Regions from separate parts of the Mus musculus genome. Here region 2 is linked to region 1. The links are chromatin contacts, called in public Hi-C maps. All regions are on one chromosome and are shown on one strand. The core of a region is the stretch at or near the end of the contact, and the rest is flanking DNA. Distances in the headings are between cores, read along the strand shown.

The links. Hi-C and Micro-C count contacts between places; a contact is called where the count stands out from the background.
Region 2: a Hi-C map of peritoneal macrophages shows a contact between it and region 1, with 4 times the contacts expected there. The contact joins the promoter of Ccr1l1 here to the enhancer-like site in region 1. A contact is called at or near these places in 2 of 39 promoter capture datasets (macrophages and second pharyngeal arch cranial neural crest), 10 of 484 Hi-C or Micro-C datasets (CD8 T cells, bone marrow-derived macrophages, conventional dendritic cells and 6 more), 6 of 115 datasets of contacts at active chromatin or transcription factors (CD8 T cells, the HPC-7 cell line, bone marrow-derived dendritic cells and 3 more) and 2 of 9 other capture datasets (adipose tissue and embryonic stem cells).

Annotation. Positions count from the first base shown.
Region 1 is chr9:124,052,665-124,060,238 of GRCm38.p6, reverse strand. No RefSeq gene overlaps it. Among named protein-coding and RNA genes, the nearest start is that of Ccr3, 34 kb to the right of the region's middle. Within about 2 kb of position 3,723, at least 60 of the 459 cell types and tissues checked have an H3K27ac peak or open chromatin away from gene starts, as enhancers often do. A contact at or near this core is called in the HPC-7 cell line, adipose tissue, bone marrow-derived dendritic cells and 6 more, where this site is marked.
Region 2 is chr9:123,984,179-123,991,752 of GRCm38.p6, reverse strand. Ccr1l1 (chemokine (C-C motif) receptor 1-like 1) reads left to right here and starts at 5,038. Exons shown (of 2, transcript NM_007718.4): 1 at 5,038-5,149.

The DNA.
Region 1 (7,574 bases), core at 2,474-4,973:
TGGTGATGGGCATCTACCCAGAGGGTTCATGGTTCTTACTATATCTCCAGGAAACAGCAAGGCCTGAATAAACACCTGTGCCACTGTTCAGGGATCTTGACACGCTTCCTTAGCATACAGTGAGCTGTTCATGTGTGGCCAGTCATTGCAAGACTGCATCTAGCTAGTCTTAGGCAGAAGGCAGTGTGACCTATCACAATATGCCACAATCCATTTTATGTGTTTCCAGTTGAGACATCCTAATACAGTGAATACATATTGGAGCTGTTGTAATAGTTGTCTGTGTACAAGTTCATCACAGAATTACAGGCAAATTGGAAAAAAGTAATACCATGTAGATGCTAGTTTATTAAATTACTAAAGGAAAAGAACTGGTTTTGGAAACTAAAAACTAAATTTCTAAATGCTTCATGAGTTAAAATGAAAGCAGAACAAAAACTACAAAAATATTTAAAACAGAATAAAAATAAAAGCATAGACCCATAATCCAGTCCTGAAAGCTAAAAGATTCAGAATACTTGTCCTTTCTACCACAGATCATTTGGTGATAATCCTAGCCTGAGGCTACTCAGTTTTACTAATGTGACTTCTATCAAGGACAACAAAGAAAAAAGAAAATGCAAGTAAAAAAATACCTTAGAAGCAACAACAACATGATTAAGTAGAATAGAAGATAGAAATTCCAAGAGAACACCTGCAGCAACTCTGTGCCAATGCCTTTGAAAATGTGGACAATAGATAGCTTTCCAGGTTTACCTTCTAGTTGATAAAATATAGAATTGTGAAATAAACTTGTAAAGAAATTTAATTATTTTTGTCACCCCAGCAGATTTTCAACAAAAGAAACATACATGGCCATAAAACTACATTAAATTTCCTAAAACTTAATCAAATGTGCTGGGCAGATGACAGGTTGTAATTCAGTGGTAAAATATATGCTTAACATGCACTAGGACCTGGGTACCACCTCCAACACACACACACACACACACACACACACACACACACACACACACACACGAAGGAGGGAGGGAAGATATAGTAAAATTGTATGGTGTTAACATTTTACAACCTTCTGATAAGCAAATGTTATAAGTATGTTTATGCCAATTTTTGAGATGTATAAAATTCACCTTGTTCCTGCATATGTAGCAGAGGATGGCCTTGTCTGGCATCAAAGGGAGGGGAGGTCCTGGCACCTGTGAAGGCTTGCTGCTCCCGGATAGGGGAATGCCAGGGCAGTGGGGCAGGAGTGGGCCGGTGGGTAGAGGAGTATTCTCTCTCGTGGAGGCAGGAGGAGTGGGGTGTGATGGGGAGTTTTTGGAGAGGAAACCAGGAAGGGGGATAACATTTGAAATGTAAATAAGCAAAATAACCAATAAATTAAAAAAAAAGTTCACCTTGTTTTACTCTGTGGGTTGCACATTAGTTTGGAAAACCCCTTCATAGAAACATAGAAATATCTAAAACACTAAGCTGCTCTGATCCAACACTTTGTATGTACATCAGCCTAGACACATTTCAACACTATGTCCGCCAAAACAAAAAGACCAATCAAATTGGTGCAGAAAGAATAAGGAGTGTGCTGAGATTCACAGCAGGGGAGGGGGCAGTGCTTGGTCCCTCCTTGGAAAGTGTCCCAGGCTAGAGGAGGGACTCAAGTCTTTCTCTGAGCATAGACTGTTAAATGGAGAGCAAAAACAAACTATAGAAATGATAGCAAGATATAAGGTACAATTTGCAAAACACATGAAACTGAAGAAGAACGAAGACCAAAGTGTGGACACTTTGCCCCTTCTTAGAATTGGAAACAATCACCCATGGAAGGAGTTACAGAGACAAAGTTTGGAGCTGAGACAAAAGGATGGACCATCTAGAGACTGCCATATCCAGGGATCCATCCCATAATTAGCCTCCAAACGATGTCACCATTGCATACACTAGCAAGCGTTTGTTGCAAGGACCGTGATATAGCTGTCCCTTGTGAGACTAGGCCGGGGCCTAGCAAACACAGAAGTGGATGCTCACAGTCAACTATTGGATGGATCACAGGGCCCCCCAATGGAGGAGCTAGAGAAAGTATCCAAGGAGCTAAAGGGATCTGCAACCCTGTAGGTGCAACATTATTAACTAACCAGTACCCCGGAGCTCTTGTCTCTAGCTGCATATGTATCAAAAGATGGCCTAGTCGGCCATCACTGGAAAGAGAGGCCCATTGGACAGGCAAACCTTATATGCCCCATCACAGGGGAACGCCATGGCCAAAAAAATGGGAGTGGGTGGGTAGGGGAGTGGGAAGGGAGAGGGGGGGGACTTTTGGGATAGCTTTGGAAATGTTATTGAGGAAAATACGTAATAAAAAAATTATCTTCAAAAAAAAGGAGAGCAAAAACATGGAGACAAATTTAGCCTAAAGGCCCATTCACCACAGTAGTGTGGTGAAGGCAGGAAGAGTGGCTACAGAGTATGTAGCCAGATGGAAGACACAGATCCAGGCACCCTCTGATACTAAGCACAGGTGGCACCAGCCACATTATTATGCACCATCGACACAAGTGGGTTTCTGGGTTCTAAACAGCAGCCAAGTAATTTCTATCAGTGTGAACTTGCTTTAAAGCTAGCTTCTTCTCCAGTAAGCAGCCAATCTTTTCTGTTCTGTGTTGTTAAGAGGAAGCTGCTGCTATTGTGTTTACTGGTTCAGTTTTTTGCTTTTGTTTTTTGAGACAAGGTCTCACACTGTGGCATAACTGGCCTTTAAAAACTCATGACCTCCTGAGTACTGGGTTCACAGGTGCATACCTCCATGTCTGGCTGTGTTTTTATAATTCTAAACATTTAAAGAGTGGATGTTAGAGAAGAATGCTAAAGCAAAAGGTCCTGACAAATGCTTTATATCAAACACAGGGATACCAGGGAATGGAGTAAGGAAGGCATATCCCTGAACTCTCTGAAGCTCTTAAAACAAGTAGTCTCAAACCCAAACAGTAAGATCGGGTGTGATAGTTCATGTCTCTAACCCCAGTACTTGTAAAACTGAAGCAAGCCAGCCATAATTTTGAAGCCAGCATGGGACCACATAGTGAGAGGAAAAAAACCTGTAAGATTACAATAATAATATTGAAGGATTTATTCATCAGACTGCCTTCAGAAGTAACATAGCTGCTACCTATTTGAGGAGGATACTTGCCTCTGTGTCCTTTTATGAAAGCAGATTCTCACTGTGTCCTGACTGAGTATAAAGGTGTTGAAACTGATTGGATATATCTTCACAATTTGAAACTTTATAAAGAATATAAAAGAATTAATTGAAAAAAATCAAGGCATTCTGTAAATAAAACTGGTTGCCAACAGTTAGTATGAATCTATGTATACTCAAATGAACCCTGTAGTGTGACTGTTATTCAGCGCCCTGTAAGCGTCCTGTTAGGTTGAGAGCATCCAGAATCCTTTCCTAGTCTAAGTACAGCTTAGTAACCAACTACCTAGATAGATTCCAGGTTACAGTGCCCCATTCTCAGGGGTTGTAATGCTTCCTTCATTTAAGGCTTAGTCTGTTAAACTGTCCTTGACAATCCAGCCCTCTGCTCTACATCTTAGTAAAAGCCACAGCAGAAAACAATCAAACATATCTGCATTTTGGTTTAGATATGTTCCTCTTTTGGATCTTATTCATTGCTGACCACTTTATAGCTCATGCTACCCAGGCTGACCCAACCCATCAGGTCTGGACTTGCCACTTCCCTTTATCAAAGCACACACATTCTCTACCAAGAGCATTTCTTTCTTTGCAGTTTAGAGTTGAGACTTGAAAGTCGATATTTCACAGTGCCACGTCCAAAGTTTTAGCTGGTTTTTCCCTGGTAAACACTTCATAAATCTTGTGAAACTTAAGAACTAGTGAGCAAACATTTTCTTGTGCAACATTGCTACAAAATGTCTGCTTTCTCTCTTCCTCCTTCCTTTTCTTGTTAAAACCTCCAATACCCTAATATTGATGTGGCTGTGGTTTTAGATCTACCTTGTTTGTGGTCAGTGAAGCACTCTCTATAATGGAGGAATTTGAGGCTCGATCATGGAAGTCCAACTAGGTGATTTTGGTTTGTGATTCCACAAAGTCACTAGAGAGGTGATAAATGTTGCTGGCTCATCTCACTGGTCCTTAAAATTCCATACAGGTCTCATCTGACTTCATTTTAATCTACTTTCATTATTTTTTCATTGTCCTAAAAAGTTCTACTTTTTAAAAAAATTTTTATTGGTTATTTTGTTTATTTGCATTTCAAATGTTATCTTCCTTCCTGGTTTCTTCTCCCCCAAAAAAACCCATTCCACCCCTCTCCCCCTGCCTCTATGAGGGTGCTCCCCCACCCACCTACTCACTCCCACCCCACCACCCTAGCATTCCCCTACACTGGGGCATCAAGTCTTCATAGGACCAAGGGCTTCCCCTCCCTTTGATACCAGACAAGGCCATCCTTTGCTACATATGCAGCTGGAGCCATGGGTCCCTCCATTTGGATGACAGCTGAAATCCTCAACAAAGGGGAGAGAGAACCTGTAGAGGCCATATCCAGAGGTTAGGCACGACCCTCATTTGAGGGATGGGGCCACATTCCCTTCTCAAAATTTTAAACCAGATTTGATCTTGGCTAAAGGAAATACAGGGACAAAGAGTGGAGCAGAGACAGAAAGACCATCCAAAGACTGCCCCACCTGGAGATCCATCCCATATGCAGCCACCAAACTCAGACACTATTGCTGATGCCAAGAAGTGCTTGCTGATATGGATGTTTCCTGAGAGGCTTTGCCAGAGCCTTACAGATACAGATGGGGTTGCTTGCATTGGACTGAGCACAGGGTCCCCAATGGAGGAGTTAGGAGAAGGACTGAAGGGTCTGAAGGGGTTTGCAACTCCATAGGAAGAACAACAATATCAATCAACCAGAACCCCCAGAGCTCCCAGGGACTAGACCACCAAACAAAATTCTAATTTTCATCATAATAGATTGTAGCATGAGCTCTGTGTTTAGTGTTTCCATGTTAAGGAGACATTGCCTCCAGAACCTCAGTTTCCCCAAGAGCAAAGAGAAAGAGGGCTATATTCCATTTCAGAAAATCTGTAGATACCATGAAGTTGCTTCTTACTCTTTACACTGTGTGTTTAAAAAAAAACAAGAAGAAGAAGAAGAAGAAGAAGAAGAAGAAGAAGAAGAAGAAGAAGAAGAAGAAGAAGAAGAAGAAGAAGAAGAAGAAAGGAAGCCACCACCCAGATGTTTGCAGTTTTGGCATCATCTATTTCATTATGACTCTAAGAAGTGGCATTAAAGATAACTGAGAATACAAAAAATGGTCTCTCTCAAGTACAGTGAATTGTTTAAAGTGTTTTTGAGTCCTACCTGGTTCCTCACACTTGCCCTTGTTAATGACATGCAGAGAGTTTCTGCAAGGTATGGAGGAGGACATGACTGCTTTGCTGTCAGTATGTTGGTTTAGGAATGTAATTTTGAGAAGCACTGTATCTTGGGCCTGGACTCAAAGCTAACAAATTCCCTAATGCCAGGCTCTGCATTTGCTGTCTTTCCCAAGTTCCTAACTGATGTTACACATGAGAAAAGTTTCACTTCCATACCCATGATTCAGGAAGGGGCATCTCAGTAGAGACAAGTGTCTCAGGCTTCACAATGAATGCATCACCCCAAGTATGAGCAATTCTTGAATAACAGAGCTGAAACAAAGAAGTTTTAGATTCTTGGTATGGCATCCATTAGATATTAGAAGCTACATGTAATTATGGCAGAGGCTCAAACTAAAATAGAAGTAGAGAAGTTAGGGGAAAGGACCTCCTAGTTCCCAAGGACCCCTCCCATCTGTCAGCTGAACACTTTTGAGCTTCTTTTACACCTCTGTCTTCAAAAATCACAAAGTGCCCTGTATTTTTCAAATACATCCTTTTAAAATTATTGTCTTAAATTGTTGTCTTTCATGTTTCTAGGTTCATCATGTACCTTGGTAGGTGGCAAGAGTTCCCATTTACTAGGATACTACTAGTTCAGGACCTCACTTAGAAAGCCACTGGCTTTAAAAGTGGGCTCCTCTTTATTTCTATTTATATAATAGTAACCAGAGGACATGTTTTCCTTGTGTGCTTCCAGATAAACTGGTTTTTATATTGTAATGATCCACTCTCTGCAGTGACACTCTGAGGGAGAAGGATGTTGTAATTCTACTTTACAGATGTGAAAACTGTTGCTGTGAGAGGTCTAAGTAACATGTCCAACTTCCCTGTTGCAAAGATGGCAGAGACAGGAATTAAAAGGGCAGAATACTCTGATTTGGGAGCTCACGTTTCTACATTTGTGCTCCATCTCACTTCTCATTCCACCAGCCACTCTAGATTTGTCATAAACTCCAGGATCCATCACTATGCCCTAGACATGGCCCTCTGTGTTCCTGTTCACCACTGGTCATCCCCAGACGCCTCTCTGCATTCTTTGCCCAAAGTTTCCTATAACACCCACAGATTTCCTAATCCCTACTTCCTGTCCAAACTGCTTATAACAGCTTCCTCCTTTGAGCAGCTGTGATACTTCATATTAGTCTTACTGTATTTTACATTTTGTAGTCACTTGTTTTTATAGCTTCATTGCAAAAGCTACCAGGTCTCTAAAGGGGGATGCTTGTTTGTGGTACTTTCAACTTGCCTCCTCTAGTCCCAGAATGTAGTACAGTCTCTCAAACACAGTTTCTTAAAACTATACAGATGTCTGAAAAGTTAAATTACAAAAATGGGGAAGGAGGTAGGTAGAAATTGGATCTTATCTTGACAAAGTTTCTTGGGGCAATTTGGATCCAGGAAAGACCTACAGAGGATAAATGTCACCCTAGAAAGAGGTATAACTTCAAGTAAAGTGACTCTTCTCTGTTAACATGCATTCCAAAGGAGAATGATAACTGAGCAGGCAACAAAAAACATCACAGAACCAGGAATAGATGAGCCCCTCAGCTCTGAAAGGGAATTAAAGAGTGGAATACAATATCTGACTGCCATGTATGCTTAAGTGAGTATTTCCATTCCTTTGGCCATGCTGCAATCCTGCTCAGGTCCTGCTGCCTACTCTCTACATCTTTTGTTTAGTCTAAATATCTGAGATCCTACAAGCTAACCCAAATCACCTCTCTTCATAGCCATGACTACATTCAAGACAGAATTTCTTGCTACAGGACCAGCAAATAAGACTCTGATTTGGCCATTCTTGATACTGAATTCAAAGGTAAAATTGTCTTTAAAAAGACACAGAAATAATATAGCCTATATCAACATATTCCACATAAGATCATCTTGAAAGTAACAAATAAGTTTAGAAAGCCCCTTCTATCATGTGCCTCCATAAAAAGTCTCATATTAGTGTTGGAGGATCAACTGACTAAAGGAGAACATCTTAGAGGGCAAAGATTTTTCCCTTCTGTCTTAGTCAGGGTTTCTATTCCCGCACAGACATCATGACCAAGAAGCAAATTGGGGAGGAAAGGGTTTATTCAGCTTACACTTTCCACACTGCTGTTCATCAACAAAG
Region 2 (7,574 bases), core at 3,789-6,288, 70 kb after region 1:
CTCCTTCCTCTTTTCAGCATGCGAATTTCTTGGCTGCTTTCACATAGAAGGCACTTATCAGATACTTACAGGTTTCACTGAGGCTTTGGGTGAGGAAACAAACAGATGCATAACTCCCATTCAGTGAACACCTTTATGTGCAAGGCATATGTATTAAACTACATTTAATTTCCCCAACAAATCTAAGGAGGAACTATCATGGTCCCTGTAGGAAAAATGAGACTCAAGAAAGTGATAAAGAAAACTACCCACAGCCATATGGCTGGCATCTGTAAGAACTCTTGAGTTAGTCATAGGCATAGGCAGTACCTGGAGGAATTCTGTAGGAGTGTACTGCAATCAGTGTAAGACTGGCTTTCTCTAGGAGGGCCAAAAAAGAAAGAACAGAGAGAGAGAGAGAGAGAGAGAGAGAGAGAGAGAGAGAGAGAGAGAGAGAGAGAGAGAGAGAGAAAGTAAAGGCACTTGTGTACACAGAGGTCAGATAATGATGTGGGTATCTTGCTTTTTCACTCTCTGCCTATTCTCTTGAGTCTGGTTCTCTCATTTAACCTGAAGCAAGGATAACAGCCAGAAATCCTCTTGTTTCAGAGAATCTAGGTGCTCTTACCCACTAAGTCATCTCCTCAATACCATTTATTTACTTCCAGCCACCTTGGTACACTCTTTGGCCAATATCAAACTGTCAACTTAATACCACCAAAGACTGACAAAGGTACCTCAAGATTTAGATTTGGGTTTTATTTAAAGTGCATGCTAAGTGCTTTATACGAGTTATTTTCTTTAATTTATTAATTTATTTTTATGTGTATTATGAGCATATACATGAGATTTTGTGGCTCACATGCATGCAACAGTCCACAGAAGCTTGAAAGTAAAGTTACAGGCAGTTATGAGCCACCATATGGGTGTGGGGAATTAACGCTGGGTCCTCTGCAAGAACAAGTGCTCTTAACTGCTGAGCCATATCTCCAGCCTGTGGGTTATTTTGTTAATAGTCATAGATGAGAAAAATGAGGGTCAGAAAAAATATTAATTCTCTTAAAATAATACAAAAACTTACATGTAACAGAAGTGACAATAATTATATTTCACAAAATAAAAGACTTTTAGTGAACAGAATGGCATTGCAAATTAGAAATTGCATTTTTGCAAATTCTACACTGCTTGGCACAGTAGAAGTCAACTGGCTTCTCACTGCTGCTTCTCCAGTAGATCTCTTATGATGTTGATTTGGCTGAAGTTCATGAATAAAAACTAATTTTATACAGATGCATAATTGGAATAGGAAGGAAACTGGGGTGCTTTGGTTTTGAGAACCCCCAAGGATCCTTTGAACACATTTTAAGAACTGGAGTTAGGTAATAGTTAACTTGTTTCCAGAAGCAAATAGTACAAAATAATAATTATTTATCTCTCTCTTTCCCAGGTACTAGATTCTACTCATCAAAAACCATAAGTATTAGCAGTTTACTGACTTTTCTTCCAGAGATACCAGAAATACCTCAAGGAGGGAACATACACAGAAACCCACTGAAGAATCCCACTGTGTTTGTATACTCTTCTAGCCTTTTATTTTATTTTGCGTCTGGATATAAGGTTGTATAGTGTTTCCAGTAAAATTACCCAACGCTTACACACTGCCAGCAAACATCACTTCCTTATAACCTGTAATTTGTAAGCTAGATCCCTAGAAGCTAGGTGGTTGTGGTACAAGCATTTGATTCCAGCACAGGCAGAGGCACACAGATCTCTGTGAGCTTGAGTCTAACCTGATCTGCTGAGTAACTTGCAGGACAGCCAGGGTGTTACACAGGGAAAGCCTGTCTTGAGAAACAAACAAACAAAAGGAGATAAATTCCTATAAATATAATTTTTGGAACAAAGTATATACCCACTGCATCATAGATATAATCAAATATCCCCTGAGGCAGGAAACTTTAGTTCCACTTTCGCCAGCAAAAGGGAGGCGTGCCATTTCCTGCATGCATGAACCCCCGCCCCCCCCCCCCACACACACACACACACTACTCAGGAGTCAGAACTGACTCCAGGACTCCAGTGGCCCCTAGTAATTCTCAGAATAGGCCCTAGAAGTGGCTATCTATCTGGACAGCATAGTGGGCCCATCCTTAGGTATCCCACCCAATAATAAATTATTAATAAACACTCATACTTGGCTATACCTGATACCCTATTCAGAGTCTGTGGCCATCTCCTACCCCCAGATCATCTGACTGACCCCAGCATGTCTTACTAGACCCTGAGCAAATACATCTTTACAATGTGATTTTTGACTCCAGCCATCTCTCCTAGGTGACTCTTGAACTCTATGCAGACTTATGTCTCACTAGACCATGATACATTCGCACAGCAGTGTGTAGACCAGTCCACAGGGAATCAGGTGAAAGTGCAAACTTCCATTCAGTAGCCTATAGGACAGTCTGTGTTTCTGACTGGCATCACTCAAGAGCAAAAGTCTGATGAGGTTCTCAATGTCTAGCATAAAACAAAGCACTTAGTGAGATTCTTTTTTTTTTCTTTTCCGTTTTTTATTAGGTATTTAGCTCATTTACATTTCCAATGCTATACCAAAAGTCCCCCATACCCACCCACCCCCACTCCCCTACCCACCCACTCCCACTTTTTGGCCCTGTACCGGGGCATATAAAGTTTGAGTGTCCAATGGGCCTCTCTTTCCAGTGATGGCCGACTAGGCCATCTTTTGATACATATGCAGCTAGAGTCAAGAGCTCCGGGGTACTGGTTAGTTCATAATGTTGTTCCACCTATAGGGTTGCAGATCCCTTTAGCTCCTTGGCTACTTTCTCTAGCTCCTCCATTGGGGGCCCTGTGATCCATCCATTAGCTGACTGTGAGCATCCACTTCTGTGTTTGCTAGGCCCCGGCATAGTCTCACAAGAGACAGCTACATCTGGGTCCTTTCAATAAAATCTTGCTAGTGTATGCAATGGTGTCAGCGTTTGGAAGCTTATTATGGGGTATATCCCTGGATAAGGCAGTCTCTACATGGTCCATCCTTTCGTTTCAGCTCCAAACTTTGTAACTCCTTCCATGGGTGTTTTGTTCCCAATTCTAAGGAGGGGCATAGTGTCCACACTTCAGTCTTCATTTTTCTTGAGTTTCATGTGTTTAGGAAATTGTATCTTATATCTTGGGTATCGTAGGTTTTGGACTAATATCCACTTATCAGTGAGTACATATTGTGTGAGTTCTTTTGTGATTGGGTTACCTCACTCAGGATGATGCCCTCCAGGTCTATCCATTTGGCTAAGAATTTCATAAATTCATTCTTTTTAATAGCTGAGTAGTACTCCATTGTGTAGATGCACCACATTTTCTGTATCCATTCCTCTGTTGAGGAGCATCTGGGTTCTTTCCAGCTTCTGGCTATTATAAATAAGGCTGCTATGAACATAGTGGAGCATGTGTCCTTCTTACCAGTTGGGGCATCTTCTGGATATATGCCCAGGAGAGGTATTGCTGGATCCTCCGGTAGTACTATGTCCAATTTTCTGAGGAACCGCCAGACTGATTTCCAGAGTGGTTGTGCAAGCTTGCAATCCCACCAACAATGGAGGAGTGTTCATCTTTCTCCACATCCACGCCAGCATCTGCTGTCACCTGAATTTTTGATCTTAGCCATTCTGACTGGTGTGAGGTGGAATCTCAGGGTTGTTTTGATTTGCATTTCCCTGATGATTAAGGATGTTGAACATTTTTTCAGGTGCTTCTCAGCCATTCGGTATTCCTCAGGTGAGAATTCTCTGTTCAGTTCTGAGCCCCATTTTTTAATGGGGTTATTTGGTTTTCTGGAGTCCACCTTCTTGAGTTCTTTATATATGTTGGATATTAGTCCCCTATCTGATTTAGGATAGGTAAAGATCCTTTCCCAATCTGTTGGTGGCCTTTTTGTCTTATTGACGGTGTCTTTTGCCTTGCAGAAACTTTGGAGTTTCATTAGGTCCCATTTATCGATTCTCGATCTTACAGCACAAGCCATTGCTGTTCTGTTCAGGAATTTTTCCCCTGTGCCCATATCTTCGAGGCTTTTCCCCACTTTCTCCTCTATAAGTTTCAGTGTCTCTGGTTTTATGTGAAGTTCCTTGATCCACTTAGATTTGACCTTAGTACAAGGAGATAGGAATGGATCAATTCGCAATCTTCTACATGATAACAACCAGTTGTGCCAGCACCATTTGTTGAAAATGCTGTCTTTCTTCCACTGGATGGTTTTAGCTCCCTTGTCAAAGATCAAGTGACCATAGGTGTGTGGGTTCATTTCTGGGTCTTCAATTCTATTCCATTGGTCTACTTGTCTGTCTCTATACCAGTACCATGCAGTTTTTATCACAATTGCTCTGTAGTAAAGCTTTAGGTCAGGCATGGTGATTCCACCAGAGGTTCTTTTATCCTTGAGAAGAGTTTTTGCCATCCTAGGTTTTTTGTTATTCCAGATGAATTTGCAAATTGCTCCTTCTAATTCGTTGAAGAATTGAGTTGGAATTTTGATGGGGATTGCATTGAATCTGTAGATTGCTTTTGGCAAGATAGCCATTTTTACAATGTTGATCCTGCCAATCCATGAGCATGGGAGATCTTTCCATCTTCTGAGATCTTCTTTAATTTCTTTCTTAAAGGACTTGAAGTTCTTGTCATACAGATCTTTCACTTCCTTAGTTAGAGTCACACCGAGATATTTTATATTATTTGTGACTATTGAGCAGGGTGTTGTTTCCCTAATTTCTTTCTCAGCCTGTTTATTCTTTGTGTAGAGAAAGGCCATTGACTTGTTTGAGTTAATTTTATATCCATCTACTTCACCGAAGCTGTTTATCAGGTTTAGGAGTTCTCTGGTGGAATTTTTAGGGTCACTTAGTGAGATTCTTAAGACAGCTCCTCCCCATGAGAGGGGTTGGACCCAGCAGCCCATATGTCCAGCTAGCCCCCAGGTGACAATGACACTGTTGAACCACAACGTCACCTGGATTAACACTAGCTCCTGGCTTTGTCTGATTCATATTGCTCATGTCTGGAGGACACACACACTTCAGAGACGTGACATACTTGAGATAAAGGGAAGCAGACACCAGCTACAGCAGGATCCAGGTATATCACAGATAATTTTCAGGTACGTACACTAGACTGTCTGAATCTTGAGCTTGGGGTACAAAGGACCATTTTATCAGACTCTTCTTTCCTCCCTGCTGCTCACTAGAATCAGGCTACAATGTGTTGTTCTGATAAGTAGCCACAAGCTCAAACCTTTGCTGCTCTATGCTTCTATTCTGTGCCCTTTGCAAGTGGGAGCCATCATACAACGCAGGAAAGAAAGACTGAAAGCTGAGAGCCAGTACTGTGCTCTTCCTATATTCATAAGCTCTCTGATTCTGCCCCCCTGTGTTTGCTTTGTGTATCTTGCTATAACTAGAGACTTAAAAGGAGGAACTGGTCCTAGACTCAACACTGCTTTGCAGTGGGCACAGCCAGGGCAGATACAGCATAGTGTACATATGTGTACAGTGGAGGGGTGTCTATTAAAGTAGAAAGAAACCTGTAATAAGCAATGCCTATTCATCTATTTTCTTTGTTAGGTAAGTCATTGTAGATCTCAGCCTGCACCCTGCCCAAAGTTACTCTGAGGGACTAGAGGCCAGACAGGCAAACAGGTAACGAAAGGGATCACAGATAATAAATACAGCGAATTTATGGTTTCTTCCTCAGCCTTTTATGCCAATCTAATTCCCTCTCTTCCATTCTGTGCATGATCCCAGCCTATTTCACCCATTCAATACCACTACCTAACTTTTTTTCCTGTCTTGATAGTTTTTAAAATGCTCTAATGCAGTGGTTCTCGTCCTTTCTAATGCTTCAATCCTTTATTACAGTTCATGTTGTCGTGACCCCCAACCATAAAATTATTTTCATTGTTACTTAATAACTGTAATTTTTCTACTGTTATGAATTGTGATGTAAATATCTGATATGCAGGATATCTGATGTGGGATCTCTGTGGAAGGGGTCATTTGACCTCCAAAGGAGTCACAGTCCATAGGTTGTTATTCCTACAGGTTTACATACTTATACTTTTCTGTTACTTATATCCACCTAGAGAATTTCCTTCCAAGTGATTGTTTGCTCACAGTGTCTGTTCAAGCTTCCTCATGTATACCGGCTGTTGAGGGAAAAAGCCATATGACTACCCCAAGTGAAGATTATCTGAATAGGGCAAGGTGAGAAGACTGTATGGAGGGAGTCTGAGTCTCAGCTGGAACTGCACAGCTGCTTACAGCCAAACTTCCAACTTGAAATTTTTAATCATTTAAATGTGCCTCTTGATACATAATCATGTGAGCTACAATTATAAGCAGGAGACCATTCCAGCTTCTCACAACTCAAGTTCACTGAAAAACAGTAAACAAGTAATTAAATTTTTGTATGCTAAGTACTGATAAATTAAGCAAGGAAGGAGCCACAAATTCTATTTTACCAAAAGCCATTTAAAGACTACCTTACAGAAAAAACAGCATATCCTTAGATATGGAGGAAGTAAGGGCCCAAGGACTGTGCCTGGGGCACTCAAGGCTTCAAGATAAGACATTAAACAGGAACTAGCAACAGAAATTCAGTTCTAGAAAGAACAGAAACTAGGGGAGTGAACAAAAATAAAGACAACTCTTTCAAGTAACTATTGTGAAGGAGAGTGGGGAATAAATGCCTAGAGATGGAAGTAGCATCAAGAGAGAATTGCTTTTTTTCTTATTCTTCTCTTTTTTTTTTTTTGATGTTTGCATGCTTGCTTAAAACAGAAGTAAGCATATGTGTGTGTGCTCATAAGAACAATCCATTAAGGTATTGTAAGAACTAGTAAGACTGGAAAACTATTATATTGTGGCCATGAATGGGTGAGACAGACTGGAATCCTGCACAAAATGAACAAGAGTTAGACTGAAGTATGTAGGATTAATCTATGAATCAAGACTGAAGACAGAGTCAAATGATACCATAAAGAGGAACTGGTAGCAAAGAAACTGGAAGTTTAGATCCTATTTTCTCAGTGAAATAGGAAGCAAGGTGGTCAGAGTTAATATTGGAGAATTAAGGAAAAAACAGAAAACTCTAAATAATAACCTGTGGACATAAATGCAGCTGATAGATATTAACTGTAGCTTTTTTTTTATTAATCATTCCATTCGTTTACATCTCAAATGATATCCCACTTGCCAGTTACCACCTCCACCAAACCCTCATCCCATGATATCCCACTTCTCGGTTACCCCTCCGGTACCCTCCCATCCCACTTCTGCCCTCCCCCTCCTTTTTGCCTGTATGAGAGTGTTCCCCTACTCACTCACACTCACCTACTCACCCCACTGCTACCTACTCTGCAGCATCAAACCTCCCCAGGACCAAGGGCCTCCCCTCCCATTGCTGTCTGGCAAGGCCATCTTCTGCTACATATGTATCTGTAGCCATGGATCCCTCTAGGTACACCCCTTAGTTGGTGGTCTAGTCTCTGGGAGAACTTGGTGGTCAGGAACCTATGTTATTCTTCC